Regions from separate parts of the Dromaius novaehollandiae genome. Here region 2 is linked to region 1. Evidence: chromatin contacts called from public Hi-C data. All regions are on one chromosome and are shown on one strand. Each heading gives the region's core, a stretch centred on a gene start, on an enhancer-like site or on the middle of the called end of the contact. The rest is flanking DNA. Distances are from core to core; before and after follow the strand shown.

What was found. A called contact is a pair of places that touch in the nucleus more often than the background predicts.
Region 2: a contact with region 1 is called in a Hi-C map of blood, with 1.7 times the contacts expected there. The contact joins the promoter of DGKD here to the enhancer-like site in region 1. A contact is called at or near these places in 3 of 4 Hi-C or Micro-C datasets (blood, brain and ovary).

The regions. Positions count from the first base shown.
Region 1 is chr9:28,232,971-28,236,576 of bDroNov1.hap1, reverse strand. DGKD (diacylglycerol kinase delta) reads left to right here. Exons shown (of 29, transcript XM_064516988.1): 4 at 3,097-3,201. Among named protein-coding and RNA genes, the nearest start is that of DGKD, 34 kb to the left of the region's middle. Within about 2 kb of position 2,071, at least 1 of the 2 cell types and tissues checked has open chromatin away from gene starts, as enhancers often do.
Region 2 is chr9:28,267,349-28,270,954 of bDroNov1.hap1, reverse strand. It overlaps DGKD (diacylglycerol kinase delta), which reads left to right and starts at 1,916. Exons shown (of 29, transcript XM_064516988.1): 1 at 1,916-2,139. The coding sequence starts at 1,972.

The DNA of each region.
Region 1 (3,606 bases), core at 822-3,321:
ATTCTGTGACTCCTCTCTGGAGGATTTAACTCTGAAAATATTTTTGATGTCTTTATTTGTCCTCTGTCTTATCATCTGTCACTTTACTTGTTGAACCTAGGATTGTCCAACACTGAGAGCAGGGATTTTTAAGACCATGCAGTAGGTGACTTCAAAAGGAATTAGTGATTTCTATACCGGACAGCCTCTCCAGTGGTTCAAGAAGTGCGCAGCCTGAGAAATGAACTCTTGTCAAAGGAGTGTCCGCACTTCTGTATTTTATGCCACTATTTTCTATTTCATGTCTTCCAAGATGACTTGAAAATGATAGTTTGCATTTTCCCTTTTTAGTGAAAAGACAGAGAAAGAAGAAAAAGCGCACCACTGAACAGGAGTGCCTTGAAGTGGGATCCTGATGATAATCAGTTAACTTTAACAATGTTTTAAATTCTTTTATTTTTTTCCACCGCCCAAGAGTGACATGTTGAATGAACAGACAGTTCCTCCTTGCCAGTTTTAAAGTAGCAGAAGGTCATTTTACCGGGTTTGGACTTTCCATAGGGCACTGTTGTACGTACTGTCGTGTTTGCTCTTGAATGCGCAACTGTTCCTGGCTTTGCAACAAGGAAAGCGGGGCTTTTCTGCACTGTCTGAGCAGCTTATTTCAACTTGGGTTTACTTCCAGGGAAAAGGCTGCTTCCTCCTAGCAGGGCGTCAGAGATGCTGCAGGTTCATCTCTAACTTCACACTGATTTTAGCGGTACTCTGGTAGGTCTCTCTGTAGAGCAGCCTTTCTTACCTAGCTAAACTTCTGATGAAAATACATCTAACCTCCCATTTTTCCCAAGCAAAAAGGAAGACTCTCATGCTTTCCTTCTTTGTGAACAAATTTGGTCGGAATTGGAATTAAAGGAAACTTCAGGGGAGACTCCTTCAAAGTTTTGTTTTTACAAAACTGCAAATATTTATTTCTGTTTGTTTGCAGTTGGTATAGATCAGATCATTTAGTTCAAGATAGGCTGTTGCATACCGGAACTGCGTTTCTGGCTATGTAGGGCCACTCCTTGCTTTAGAAATGTATTTAGCTCCAGGCGTTATGTCTGCAACGTGGCTGTAGGGCTCCTTGCTAGGTGCTGGGGTAACGTTTGTGTAATTGCAGATGGATGCTGCGATCTGTCCTGTAAAAAGGAACATTTTGAAAATGGGAGAGCTTAAAGCAGAACTTTACAGGTGTATCTTTTTTGTTGACATTACACAGGCATTTCTAGGGAAGGCTGTGAGACACTGTATCAACAGGAAGTTTGATGTTCAACTTCAGAAGTGTTTATTTTTAATCTGTTTTATGAATCATAATGAGAGAAGTGGAAAACAGAGTGGCAAGCGGCAGTTAGCAGGGGTCATGTATTCAGGTGATGTGTGTATATTTTTGGTGTTGATTAACCAAACGTGGGACTGTAGTGCTTTGATTACACGCTGGCGAGAGCTGCACGGGCCTCGTGAACCTGACACGGTCCTAGTTTGTTGTAATCTGTTGCTTCAGATGGTGCAGCAGAATTTGCTGGAAAAGCAGATGATCGAGACAAGTTGTTGTGTACGAAATCCAGAGAGGCACAAGAGACTCTGGGCTGCTGGAAGTGTTAGAGTTGACATAGAGGTGGTTTTTTGTTTGGTTTTTTGTTTTGTTTTGCTTGTTTGTTTTTGGTTAATGGTGCTCAACCTTAATGCAGCTTTTCTTATACCCAGATCTTGCAAGCGCTTCCATATCGGTCTAATCGAAGGCAGTTGGATGGGAATCAGGACAGAGGTGTACACAAAGAGATAGTGGTAGTAAGCCAAGATAAGGAAACTCAGGTGTGGGCAAGAGAGACTGTTGTTTTAAGAAGAATAAATACTGGTTTATAGTCCAGTCTGGATCCCAGCTGAATGGAGAGGCAGGTCAAAGCGGGCAGCCCTGTGGACAGCAGACGTGGGCCTCTGAAGCCCAGGAGCTTTCATTTCTCTCTGCTGCCGCCGTCTGACAACGGGAGGGCGCCTGGCTGGCAGGCTGCGCAGACTTGTCCGCCTTTCCGGGCCGAGGGGAACTCCTGCCCCGTGCACGTCTGCTGCTCGTTTGTTAGAGCGCTCCACTGCACCGTTCATTCAGGGCAGCTAACACGTGTGAGTTAGCTCAGGGTAGAAACACGCTGAAGATAGAAGTTTTAATGAAAGGCAAACTAGCCACGATCCCAGGCTGCTAGTGGAGCATATGTTGGAATCTCTTTTATGTAATAAACTTAGAATAAGCATTCAGGAGATGGGTTAAAATACGGTAATTTCTCTTCTAGATTATTTATTTGGTTTGATTTTTTTTTTTTTCTTTTTCCCTGCTAGTCCTGACTCTAAATGGTAGGGTTTTAATCTGCTGGTATGGGCGGTGAGAAGAGTGGGAGTCTCGAGAGAGTTTGGGTGGGCTGATCATTAAAGGCAATTACAGAGCATTAGAGTTTATGAACTCTTCAGTCACGCTATAGCTGCGTACGATACAGAATACTTAAGTCAAGAAACAACGTAGGTTAGGGAACACAAGCCAGCCTGCAAGGAAAACAGACCTTTTGGGTTATTCTTCTAACGAATTAGTCACTGATCTGATGAAACATCTGTTAATTTGTCTGCCAGTTTTAGGATATTTCTCTCTTAAATATTTAGTGCTGTGCAGTTTAATTTACCAAATATGTTATCTAATTTATTATTGGATAGAAATGAGTGTATTATATTGTTAACAAAATGTTTTAATATAGTTGCCAATGTTGCCAATTTAAAACATCATGAAGTACTTTATGGTTCTGTGCTTGATTTCTATGTTGTGCTCTTATTTGGCTATTCAGAGACATTTCCTAACTCAGGTCAATGTAGGGAATGAGAGAGAAAATCTCTGTGGTTCTGTAAACTTAGCAAAGGAATTCAGTTAGGTTATGATATAAAAGAAATACGGTTGAAAAGTGTAAATGACCTCTGTTGCAGCTCATTGCCTCTGAAAGTAGCTTCAATAGACTAGGTATGTAGTAACGTGTTCTCTCTCTCTCTCTCTCACTGACATGCCCAGAACACATGCGCTTAATTTTTTTCTTCCCCCTTCAGATTATCACTCCATGTCGGAAGCTCATTCTTTGTGCTGATAACAGAAAAGAGATGGAAGATTGGATTGCAGCACTGAAGACTGTACAGAACCGCGAACACTTTGAGGTAATGAGAAAACTTGCTCTTTTGCACTATGTGCACCATCTCCTAAATTATCACTTGTTTTATGAGATTAAGTCAGCTTCCAGTGAAGTTAATAGAAATCACTTTTATTGACTGTGATGGGTATGGCATTAGGCCTTCTGTAAAAACCATCCCAAATACACTGAAATGGTTCTCCAAAGAGTGCTTGTTACTGTGTACACTGTCCCTGGGGTAACTTTGAAAGCACTTTGCAGAGTGTGGGGAGGGTATGAAACACAGTTCTCTTTTTACTGCTCGGTTATCCTCCCTGTCCTACCTCATAGCTCGCTTGCTTGCTATTCTGCCTACCTCAGTGCTTCTGTTTGCTTCATGTGTACCCTGCCCTCTGTGGCTGTACTCACACCAGCGCTTTGACCTGTCACTGCC
Region 2 (3,606 bases), core at 667-3,166, 35 kb before region 1:
CTCTGTTACTACTTTCCTCTTGAATCCATCTGTGGCGATGAGTTCTGTAAGCTAATCGTGTAACAAAGTCACAATGTGCCATGCTGCAAAAAGAGGTGGAGTCGCAGTGGTTAAATCAGTGCTTTTGAATTAGCTTAGAAAAGCAGTTTCAGACATTTGACCATTAGCTTAGCCCTGCGTTGGCCTGTTTGCTCACTTGCCCAGAGAGGGAGTGAACGCTTTCTGCTGGCTCCTTCATCTTCTCTTTCTGCGAGCCAGGCTGGCCTTTTATTCCCCTGCTCTTTAGTCAACAGATGCTGACCTTTGTCAGCAGAAAAGAGGTCTTTAGCTGGAACTGTTTGCCTTTTATCTTTCCTTTCTTCTGGTTCTGATGTTACACGATCCTCTAAGAAGTCAGACCTGTAGCCTGCTAGTCATATTTACAGCTGGAAGAGAGTAATCCAATTTCCTGACCCTCTGCCTTTGATGTGGTGGGAGCCCATTTATAGAACAGGCCCCCAGCCCGCGGAGAGTGATAAGGCCCGAAAATGATAGCATCTATGAAACTGCCTATTTTGAGCAGGACTTGCATCAAATATATCGCCTCAGTGCTTAAGCTGTCTGCTGAAGGTACAAGTTTGGTGACAAATGCTTTTTTTCCCATCTGTCTCCATGAAATCCCAGCTACGTAGCTGTAGCTATGGGATACTATAAACCAGGCAGCTCTCCGAAGGCAGCTTCTCCTGCCTTTCCCGGGGATCCGGGCGTTAGAGAGACAAGTGCTTCAGGGCCGAGTTACCTAATGCTAACAGTACTAATGAGAAATGGCGTGTGGAAAGGCTGAGTCAGGCAAGAATGTTTCTGTATTGAAAAATAAAGTGTTATTTGGCATCAGGAACCTGCTTTGACTGTGAGTAGGTGGGAGACAAGAAAAGCCAATTGCTCTCACTTAGCAGTGTCTGATTAAACAGATACTAAAGTCAGATTGTCAGGGGCCGGTGGACTGTAAGACATAGTGGGTGGAAAGTACCTTTTTTTGCAGGAGGCTGATTAAAACAGATCCTAACTAGGGGCAGAAAGGAAGCACTCTAACTTGCCCCTACATGATTTACCCTACAGTATTTTATTAAAAACAGTGGAAGAATTGACGAGTGGAAACAACCCCAAGAATCAAGGAGAGATCCCAGCTTTTTGGCTCACCTCATCGAAGCTCTAAGCTGAAATGCTTTATTTGGCCCCTAATAAAGACACCATGGTGTTTGGACCAAGCAGGACACAGGGTGAACAATGCTGTGGTGAGATGGCTTATTTCAGTTTGCAACGAAACTTGCTTAGGCTCATGCAAAGCTTTAATATCATTCCAAGGGCTGCATTACTTTCCTGTATGCAAAAGCCATAAACTCAGATGGGGGAACAATCCTGCAGGAACCTGACTGAAAAGGCTGCAAGAGCTCGGCTTGCGAGGGCTGAGAGCGTCCCTCAGGCCGCAGCGACGAGAGGTGGACTGCCCTCGCCGCACCAAGCCCGGCGCCCCCCATCCCTGGTGCAACCGGACATATTTGTGCTTCACAAATGATGCTCTCCTGTAAACGCTGGTGTTTCCACAAAACAGAGCGGTTACGGTTTCTCCAGTGAGCAGCGCAGGGGAGAAACGGCTTAGTGGGTAGCGGGGGGGGGGGGGGGGACGGACGACACGGCCAGAGTGCCTGAAGGGCCGCGCTCGCCCCCAACGGCTGCCCCCAACGGCTGCCCCCAACGGCTGCCCCCAACGGCTGCCCCCAACGGCTGCCCCCAACGGCTGCCCCCAACGGCTGCCCCCAACGGCTCGCGGGGCGGGGCGGGGCGCGGCCGCCGCCAGGGGGTGCCGCCGCCGCCGCGCGCGGGCGGCTGCAGCGCGCGGCGCACGGCGGGAGAGGGCGCCGGTAGCGCCGCGCCGCCCCGCTCGGCTCCGCTCGGCTCCGCTCCGCTCGGCGCCGCTGCGCTCGGTGCAGCATGGCGGCGGCGGGCGCCGCGCAGCCCCAGCCCCAGGCCGGGGCGGTCGCCGCCGCCGCCGCCAGCGCCGCGGCGGACGAGTCGTCGGACAGCGAGCCGGAGCAGGAGCCGGGCTCCCCGCAGAAACTCATCCGCAAAGTCTCCACGTCCGGGCAGATCCGCCAGAAGGTGAGCGCGGCGGGCAGGGCCTCGGGCTCCGGCAGCGCTGCGGCCGGCTCTGCCGCTGCTGCTCCCTCCGCGCCGCCGCCTCCCCCTCCTCTCCCGGCCCGGCCTGCGTCGCCGCCGAGCCCCTCGCGCCCCCTCAGCCTTCCCCCCCCAACCGCCCCTCAGGGACCTGCCTGTGACCCTCCCCCCCCCAACCGCCCCTCAGGGACCTGCCTGTGACCCTCCCCCCCCCAACCGCCCCTCAGGGACCTGCCTGTGACCCTCCCCCCCCCCAAACCGCCCCTCAGGGACCTGCCTGTGACCCTCCCCCCCCCCAAACCGCCCCTCAGGGACCTGCCTGTGACCCTCCCTCCCCCCAACCGCCCCTCAGGGACCTGCCTGTGACCCTCCCCCCCCCAAACCGCCCCTCAGGGACCTGCCTGTGACCCTCCCTCCCCCCAAACCGCCCCTCAGGGACCTGCCTGTGACCCTCCCTCCCCCCAACCGCCCCTCAGGGACCTGCCTGTGACCCTCCCTCCCCCCAACCGCCCCTCAGGGATCTGCCGCACCCCTTCCCCCCCCCAAACCGCCCCTCAGGGACCTGCCTGTGATCCTCCCTCCCCCCAACCGCCCCTGAGGGACCTGCCTGTGACCCTCCCCCCCCCCAACCGCCCCTCAGGGACCTGCCTGTGACCCTCCCTCCCCCCAACCGCCCCTGAGGGATCTGCCGCACCCCTTCCCCCCCCCCCCCAAACCGCCCCTCAGGGACCTGCCTGTGACCCTTCTCTCCTTCCCTAACCGCCCCGAGGGACCTGCTGCACCCCTCCCCCCCGCAAAACCACCCCTCGGGGACCTGCCTGTGACCCCTCCCCCCCCCCAAACCGCCCCTCAGGGACCTGCTGGTGACTCCTCCCTCCCCAACCGCCCCTCAGGGACCTGTCAGCGGCCCTCTCCCCCCCAACCCCAAACCGCCCCTCAGGGACCTGCTGGTGACCCTTCCGCCCCCAACCGCCCCTCAGGGACTCGCCTGCAATCTCCCTGCAAACCACTCCTGGACATGCCAGCAACTCCCTCCAGCTGCCCTTCAGGGACCTGCTGGCCATCCTTCCCCCAAGCTACTCTTCAGGGATCTGCTAACAACCCATTCCCCAAAACATCCTTCGGGGCCTGCCAGCACCTCTACCTCCCCCCACCAACTACCCCTTAGGGATCTGCTAACAATCATTCTTCACCCCCCCCCCCCAAATGCTCCTCAGGGACCTGCACATCCCCCCCCACCCAGGCATGCTTTTCAGGGACCACCTTAACAAACTGCTTCTCAGGGGCCTGCCAACAACTGCCCCCTAAATGCCCTTCACGGGCTGTCAGCGACCCCCCCCCAACTGCCCCCCCCAACTGCTCGTAGGGGTTTCTGACAGGTCCCTGAAATGGAGCTTCCACCACTTGGCAGGTTTTCTCCCCAAGCTGCCTTTTTGTGACCCTGTAGGAACC